Regions from separate parts of the Mus musculus genome. Here region 2 is linked to region 1. Evidence: chromatin contacts called from public Hi-C data. All regions are on one chromosome and are shown on one strand. Each heading gives the region's core, a stretch centred on a gene start, on an enhancer-like site or on the middle of the called end of the contact. The rest is flanking DNA. Distances are from core to core; before and after follow the strand shown. Region 1 overlaps Cyp7b1 (cytochrome P450, family 7, subfamily b, polypeptide 1). Region 2 has its middle 240 kb from the start of Gm30789.

Region 1 (4,157 bases), core at 759-3,258:
GGAGATCTTTCCATCTTCTAAGATCTTTTTTGATTTATTTCTTCAGAGACTTTAAGTTCTTTTCACACAATATTAGTGGGAGACTTCAACACCCCACTCTCATCAATGGACAGATCCTAGAAACAGAAACTTAACAGAGACACAGTGAAACTAACAGAAGTAATGAACCAAATGGATTTAGCAGATATCTATAGAACATTTTTCCTAAAATAAAAGAATGTACCTTCTTCTAGAACCTCATGGTACCTTCTCCAAAACTTACTATTTAACTAGTCATAAAACAGGCCTCAACAGATACAAGAATGTTTAAATAATCCCATGCATTCTAAGAGATCACCACGAACTAAGGCTGGTCTTCAATAACAACAAAAAGAATAGATAGCCCACATACAGCTGGAAGCTGAACAGAGTCTACTTAGTGATAACTTGGTCAAGAAACATAAAGAAAGAAGTAAAGACTTTTTAGAATTTAATAAAAATGAAGGCACAACATACCCAAACTTAGGGGACACAAAGAAAGCAGTGTTAAGAGGAAAACTCATAGCTCTGAGTGCCTCCCAAAAGAAACTGGAGAGAGCTTACACTAGCAGCTTAACAGCACACTTGAAAGCTCTAGACCAAAAATAAGAAAATACACTCAAGAGGAGTAGATGGCAAGAAATAATCAAACTCAGGGCTGAAATCAACCAAGTAGAAGCAAAAAGAACTATACAAAGAATCAACCAAACAAGTAGCTGGTTCTTTGAGAAAATCAACACGATAGATAAACCCTTAGCCAGACTAACCAGAGGGCACAGAGACAGTATTCAAATCAACAAAATCAGAAATGAAAAGGGAGACATAACAGAAACCTAGGAAATCCAAAAAATCATATGCTCCTACTACAAGAGCCTATACTCAACATTACTGGAAATTCTGGATGAAATGAACAATTTTCAAGACAGATACAAGGCACCAAAGTTAAATCAGGATCAAATAAGTGATCTCAATATGTATTATTATTATTCTTTCTTTCATGAAAGCTTTGCAAGTGAACCACTATTTTATTATATTGCAGCTCTCCTAAAACTATAATGCACTAATTATACCTCATTTGATAGATAACAGGAGGACTTTATAAGGTATAAATTATGACTTAAATGACCAGGAATTCTGATACTATATTAGTCAAGGTTCTCCAGAGTTATAGAACTTCTGGAATGTCTCTGTATATTAAGAGATGTGTGATGACTTATAGTCTATAGTCCAACTAAACCAAAATTGGGCAGCTATAATTAGGGAGCCCAATAATCTAGTAGTTGTTCAGACACATGAGGCTAATAGTTTAAGCTGGTCTTCTATAGATTTTGGAAAAGAGTGAATCTTCCTTCTTCCAAAGCCCTTATTTAGGCCTCCCACAGATTAAGGTGTGTACCACCATGCCTGAATCTGGGATTTGCTTTGTCCCAGGCTGACCTTGAACTCAGAGAGTCCTTGCCTCAGTGTTCTCGGAAGGAGCAACCTCAAAGCTCAACTCCAGTGACATACCTCTTCTAAAAAGGTCACACCTACCAGTTCTTCTCAAACAGTTCCACCAGCTGGGGATCAAATAGTGAAAAATATGAGCCTGTAGGGAAATTTTTTCATTTAAACCACCAAAAGTGTTTTATTATTTAAAGCTGGGCTATTAAAGTTTTCTATTCCATGGGAGGCAGAGGGAGGCTGATTTCTGAGTTCGAGGCCAGCCTGGTCTACAAAGTGTGTTCCAGAACAGCCAGGGCTATACAGAGAAACCCAGTCTTGAAAAAACAAAAAAACAAAGCAAATTTTAGTTCTATATGTTAAGAGAGGGCATTAGCAAACTGGTCACTTAATTGCAAACATAGTCCTGCTTCTTCTTTAATATCAATATAAATTTCCTCTTTAAGAAATTTTCCCACTAGCAGTTATCTTGGCTCTTCTTTTCTGTGTGCCAGTGAGAGCTGTTATTACATTACCTAATGGTTAAAATTCAGAGGAAGGTCATGGCCCAGTATAAAAATCATAAGGACATGAACTCAGGTTTCCTGTTGTTGACGGTGATGCATGGTGATTCAGGGCAGACTCTTTATTAAAACAACTTTGTTGTTATTGTTTTTCTATTATAATTGTGATGTAATGGACCATATTAATTGCTATTGGAAGCAATATGAGAACTCTTCTTTCTTTCTACGGTCTTGAAGCGGCCAAGATTGTGTGTTACAGCTTTCATATGAGAAACCAAAGAGTGAAAGTTTATTTGTTAAACTTTTTACAGTGAATTCTACTCCATTACAACTGGGGATCTGATTGCAAGGCCCAAAATATGAGAGAGTGTATGCTTAAATTATAAATAATACCTCAAGTGTGGAGAAAATGGTGCTTTTGAGAATAGCTTCCTGGATATTTATAGCAAAGCACCTAAAGTATAAATTTTTATTCAGTATAATACACACTCAGCACATTTTAGTCAAAGTTTTATATTTACCTTTACCAAGAACCCTAACTTCAATTTCACCCCATATCTCCAAATTTTCTTAATTAAGCTAAATGTTACAGATGAACATGATCTATTTTAAAGCATATTTTACAGAATCTTTGTTCAGAAATAACCCTGCCACCTGAAAACAGTCACTGAGGGAAAGTATATTTATTTGGGAATGGCTCAGTTCTGCAAGCATGTGTTGGCAAGGGTCATACAAGACAGTTTGAAATCCTGACTATAAAGATCAATAAACAAAGGTAATGTTTGTTCAGGATTCAGCAAATGTGCATGGGGGAGTTGTCCGTGCTGTAGAATTTAGTGTAAGACTGGGCTAGCCTCTGTACAAGGCTGTGATTCTATCAGAAACCATTGTTAGTGCCATCACCCTTCTGTCCTAGCATTTAAGTTATTTATTTTTGCTTTTTTTTTTTGTGGGGCTTGTTTTTTGCTTTTATTTTTTGTTTTGGGTTAGAGTTGACATAAATGGCTCTGTTTTAATTCTGGTAAATTTCGTAAGTTTTATAGGTTAGTACTGTTTTCTTTTTTTTTTTCCAGCAAAATATCTTAGTACCTAATAAAAGTGATCTTATGTAAATAAAAATATCAGGTTCAGTGTAGACCTGCCTGATTATAGTAAGATGTTTTTAAATACAGAGTATATTTACATATCTCAGAGTTAAGCTCCCAAATATTAAAATGCTATGTTCCTGACTTTGGCTGTTCTGAGTGAATTGCTGTATTATCCTGATACTTTCTAGCATTTTCTGAGCAATTATTAAAACAGTTATGATGACTCTAAAAGGATGTAATTGGAAAAGAAAGATGGCCTGTACTGGATGAAATTCTTAATTAATCTTTCACTGCTAAATTGCTCCAAATTAATCAAGTATATTGCCTACACCAAAGGCAACTATACTTTACATATCTCACTCTTATCTTCACCAAGCCATATATTAAAAGTTAATTTCTAATTTAAAAGTATATTTAACTGTAATACCATCAATTCTAAATAAGCTTATTAACGCTTTCCTCAAAATATCATAATATTTCAAAGAGAGTGCTTTGTGCCTAACATTTTGACAATTTTTTGGCATGGCCTTTAAAACATCAAATTAGAAAAAATATATATATACATACATATACATACATATACATATATGATACATATGGACATATAGAGAGAATGTATAGGACTGGATAGAGAGAATATATATATGGATAATCTTCTCTGGAGAATACTATTCATTTACTTGCTAGATGATTCCACTCATTTGTTCAATACATATTCATTACAAAAAGTGATATTTTAGGTGCTGAGGGTGAATGTGAGAAATGTCACAATAGCAGTGTTCTGGTACCTGAGTAAGCAGTCACCCAAGGTGAGCTCTAATCATATACTGCATATTCTTGTAACAGTTAAGAAATCCTGGAAGGTGATCATTTCCCAACTGTTTTAAATAGTGAGTTACACTCTCCCCTGGTTCTTGCTGCTTTTACCAACATCATACACCACAAAAGTGACATACAGTCCCCCAAACACATTATCTATATAGTGCTGCTCAACTGGAAGATAATTGCTTATAGGAGCTGGACACGAGTTAGGGTCCCTTGGCTTTCTGCCTAATTCCTAGGTTGTGAACCATCAACCTGTTTGATATGTAATTACTGATTAGGG
Region 2 (4,157 bases), core at 898-3,397, 710 kb before region 1:
CCTGCCTTTATATAGTCACCCAGTGATTGACATCTGTTGTCTTTATTAGCCACTCAACAATTAGGGAAATTCCCCCTCCAGTTGATAACTCCGGATTTGGGACCAAGAGAAACTGTATTTTGTGTTTTCTGTTCAGAGACTCTTGAATGACTTTGCGAATGGCTGGAGACAACAGGCCAAAACTGCACATATTAATATACTGGAAAAAAGGTCCATAACTTCCATAGACTGTGTAGTAGGGCATGACTTTAGATTTTTCAGAGCAATATAGGTTTATAATATTCTCTATGTGAAATGAAGATGACTCCAGACTCCCTGACTGGCCTATGCTTAGAAGTCAGCACATTGTCTGCCCTGCTTTGGCAGTAGAAGCCTCATTTGCTACAGTCTGAATTCCCCACACAGTATTTGTGCCCACCTGAATCTACTTCTTTTGTGCTACTAATTACTGTAGTTTAATTATGGTCCTTGCATAATTATTATTGAACTTCAAGAGCCACACTTTACTTTTATGACAACTATGTTTGTTATAATTGTTTTCTGTTTGTTCTATAAGATTATTACACTGAAATGATATTAAATCATAATTCTATTATCAAAATATTTTGTAATATTCTCAATTTCCTTTTAACTATAAATGATATAACTAAGTGCTCGTTGAAATGTCTTAAATCCTCTTAAAAGTCTCTTCAAAGGCATAATAAAACTTTTCCAATACAGAATCTTTTCTCTATACAATTGCTTTCTGGCAAAATAGAAATGCTATTGTATGGCAAAATCATTGGTAATTGTCATGATAAAGCATGTAAGATAGGCCAGACCATGTTCTGACTCAGCTAATTTCTTTTGTCATTGTTTTGAAAAGTGATACATGATTCACCTAAGTTAAAGTCTATATAAAAAAAAATAACACAAGGAATGTCATGGTAGAGTGAGAAACGATTCTGACCCAATTTTTTTACTTGTCAACAAATCCACACAAAGTCCTCAGAAAAACTGCTGCAAGATGGCATGGTAAAACAACCATGCATAAGCTTTCACCTTTGATGTGGTCTTCAAGTTAAAAAATGAAACAATAAAAGCAATTCTAAACTGAGTGCTAGTTACTCTGAAGGCTTTGTGCTGAGTACTGATTGCTTTCTAAGCCTCAGTCCACCCAACCTTTTTAGACGCTTGTACCTGGTGGGAAACACAAGTGGAAATCTGCCTTGAAATCAAGGGTTGGCTCTGATGGCTCCTCTCCAGTGCCTGGTGCTAATTGCAGTACTGGGACTTGAGCTTTCAAAAAAGGAGTACGCTCAAGATTTATAGGAAAAGAAGTCCTTCCTATCAAAATAAATAAATAAATAAATAAATAAATAAATAAATAAACAAACAATCCCAGCAACATATATCTCATTCTCCTTTCCATTAATCCATTCCCCGAAAGCCTATTATTACAATTTCTATTCCTGACCAAGGGTTGTCTTCGAGGATCTCATTATTGCAAACATGGGGCCACAGGAGGGAAGTTTATAAGGAATGCCAGATACAGGAGGTCAGAACACTTCACAGGGGCTTATAGCAGCTGCGGGTACCATCTGACTGATCCACACACATCCTCCTAGCTGCTTCAACGGTGTGTGGATCACAGTGGGCTTACAGAAATCTGGTCCCAGCCTCCGGATGTCATTTCCCATAAAGGAACTGGCTGACTCGCACTGGTTCTATCCTGAGAAAATGTGTCTGGTGGATCAGGCTATTAACCCAAAGTGTCTAAAAGAAGCACCAAATATGGAGGAGAGGATGTTCTTTGTTAAACGGGGGGGGGGGGGGGGGGGGGGGGGGGAGGAGCAGCACTATTTGCCTCCGTTAATTTAAAAGGCAGGTGGGAAGTGTTATGACATCCAGGTTTTAAAAAGTCAAATCTGTGTTTTATTTGTGCTGCCTTTCACTTCATTGGAATATAATTAAAAGCATAAACAAGGAAAAATAGAAAATGCAGGGGCCCTAGCATTTGAAATCTTAGGCCTCTCGCTTCACCTGAGTGGGAGCAGGTCACCTGGAGAGAAGCAGATCTTAAACTGCTTTTGTTTGCCCAGCTTTCATTTTGCAGATGAGGAGGAGGATCGGTGTTGCCAATCACTCTTTGAATTAACTAGGAGGACAGATGAACCCAGGTCAGCTCTCTGGAGTTTGGTCCCATTGAATTTGTTTACTTTTTCCTGACAGTATTGGGAGTGTTATTTTTGAGTCAGTTGCTCAAGAAGATATCATCTATCTAGAGATAGTGAGAAGGGAATTTACTGCAGCCTTTGTGCATTGAGTGGGTTTTTAAAAGTTGGCAAATTCTGCTGTGAAATGCCACTCACTGGCCCATCACTTCTTGGCTTCTGTGAAAGAAAAGTGTAAAGATGTTAGAGAAAAGCGACCAACCATTGGTTCATTGGTTTCCATGGGCACTTTTGCATGTCAGGAGGTAGGAACCTAAGGATGTAGAAAATGGTTCAGGGAAGATTGCTCACTGTTTGCCTAGTATCATGTTGGGGTAAAAGGGTGAGGCGAATTTCTGTATGTTTCTGGAAGTTTACACTTAACTCTTCTGTGCAATAGTTTGCCAGGACTTCCATAAAAAACAAAACAAAAACAATAAATGTTGTGTGATGTGAAACATTATGGATTGTTCTACAGTTTTGAGGATGAGGAGTGCACTATGTACATGTTTGCATGGCAAGACTCCCCCGTGATTCCTCCAGAGAAGTCTTTGTTTCTTTCAATTTCGGGGAGTCTTGTGTTCTTCCTGGAATACCTCTTATCTTTACTTCCTGTCTTCAAATAGCCATTTGCTTTACAGGGCTCTTCTCCTATGTCTCCTTACTTACATAGGTGTAGGGCAGACAAAGGGGCTATCCTCCTGAGGTGTGACTTTATCATAACTAAATGCATCTGCAACGGCCTTGTTTTACAGTAAGGATTCATTGTGAGCTGTTGCTGTATATGTGGGGAAAATAAAAGTGCAGCATAGGTTTTAGGGATGATTCCTTCAATAAGTCACAATATCAAGTAAACCAGAGCTGTGCTGGATAGTTTTATGTCAATTGGACACAAGATAGAGTTACTTTGGAAGAGGGAATAGCAGTGGAGATAGTACCACCACTGAATTGGCCAATGGGCAAACCTGTGGTACATTTTCTTAAATGATTTTTTTATGTGGGAGGGCCCAGATCACTGTGGGTGTTGTTATCCTTAGGGATGTGGTCCTGAGTCCTATAAGAAGGCAAGCTGAGCAAGATTTGAGAAACAAGCTAGTAAGCAGTGCCCTCCACAGTTTCTGCATTAATTCCTTCTAGCCTCAAGTTTAAGTCTTGACTTGCTTTGAGGATAAGTTTTGATGGGGATAAGTATAAGCAAGGTAGGAACTTTCGTCCCCAGATGATGTTTGTGATGATGTTTCATCACAGGAGTAAAAACTCTAAGACAAAAATAGATAAGGGAAATTGAGGACAGAGTTCTGAGAGGTGCAAACTATTAATTCATTCATGTTGAGATTACAGTTGGTTAGAAACTTTATAATGAACGACTATGGATTGACTATGTTACCCACAAAACTACTGAAAATGTAATCCCCATAAGACAGTGTTAGAGGTCGGGCCTAAAGGGATGAGATGAAGTTGTGAAGAAGGAATGAAATGGTTAGTTCACTCTTGTTTATCTCCTTTTGTTCACCTTCTTCTTTGCCTTCTATGGGATGTGTGATGCACTTAAGAGATATACAGTTTTCCCACTAGTTAGTATAGGCTCTTTCCTGTGCTGTCTCATTGCATAAAATCCATGTAAGTATTATTTACATTTTTCTAATGTAAGACAATGAATTTCTGAAAAGTAATAAATAGTAGTTGTTAGAGTTGGGCATTACACAATGACAAGCAGCAGGTAGAGACAATGGCAATCGTTTTGTATTATGTGAGCAAAATCCACCTTGTTAGTCAAACGGGAGATAAAATTGGAAATGTGTGGGCAATTGATGGAAGATTTAGAATGTCAGCCTGAAGACTGTACCTACCTACAGTGGCATTGCCAAGCAACTGCAGATTTTGAGAAGCTGGGTGAAGTGATGAAAACAATATTGAAGAAAAGGAATTCAACATTTGTGAGGGGAGAAAATAGGGAAACCAGCC

What was found. Hi-C and Micro-C count contacts between places; a contact is called where the count stands out from the background.
Region 2: a contact with region 1 is called in a Hi-C map of liver, with 4 times the contacts expected there. The contact joins two enhancer-like sites. A contact is called at or near these places in 2 of 39 promoter capture datasets (the C10 cell line and cranial neural crest) and 1 of 484 Hi-C or Micro-C datasets (liver).

What each region holds. Positions count from the first base shown.
Region 1 is chr3:18,167,627-18,171,783 of GRCm38.p6, reverse strand. The region is part of intron 1 of Cyp7b1 (cytochrome P450, family 7, subfamily b, polypeptide 1); the gene reads left to right. Among named protein-coding and RNA genes, the nearest start is that of Gm23686, 7.9 kb to the left of the region's middle. Within about 2 kb of position 2,008, at least 2 of the 459 cell types and tissues checked have an H3K27ac peak or open chromatin away from gene starts, as enhancers often do. A contact at or near this core is called in liver, where this site is marked.
Region 2 is chr3:18,879,396-18,883,552 of GRCm38.p6, reverse strand. No RefSeq gene overlaps it. Among named protein-coding and RNA genes, the nearest start is that of Gm30789, 240 kb to the right of the region's middle. Within about 2 kb of position 2,147, at least 3 of the 459 cell types and tissues checked have an H3K27ac peak or open chromatin away from gene starts, as enhancers often do. A contact at or near this core is called in liver, where this site is marked.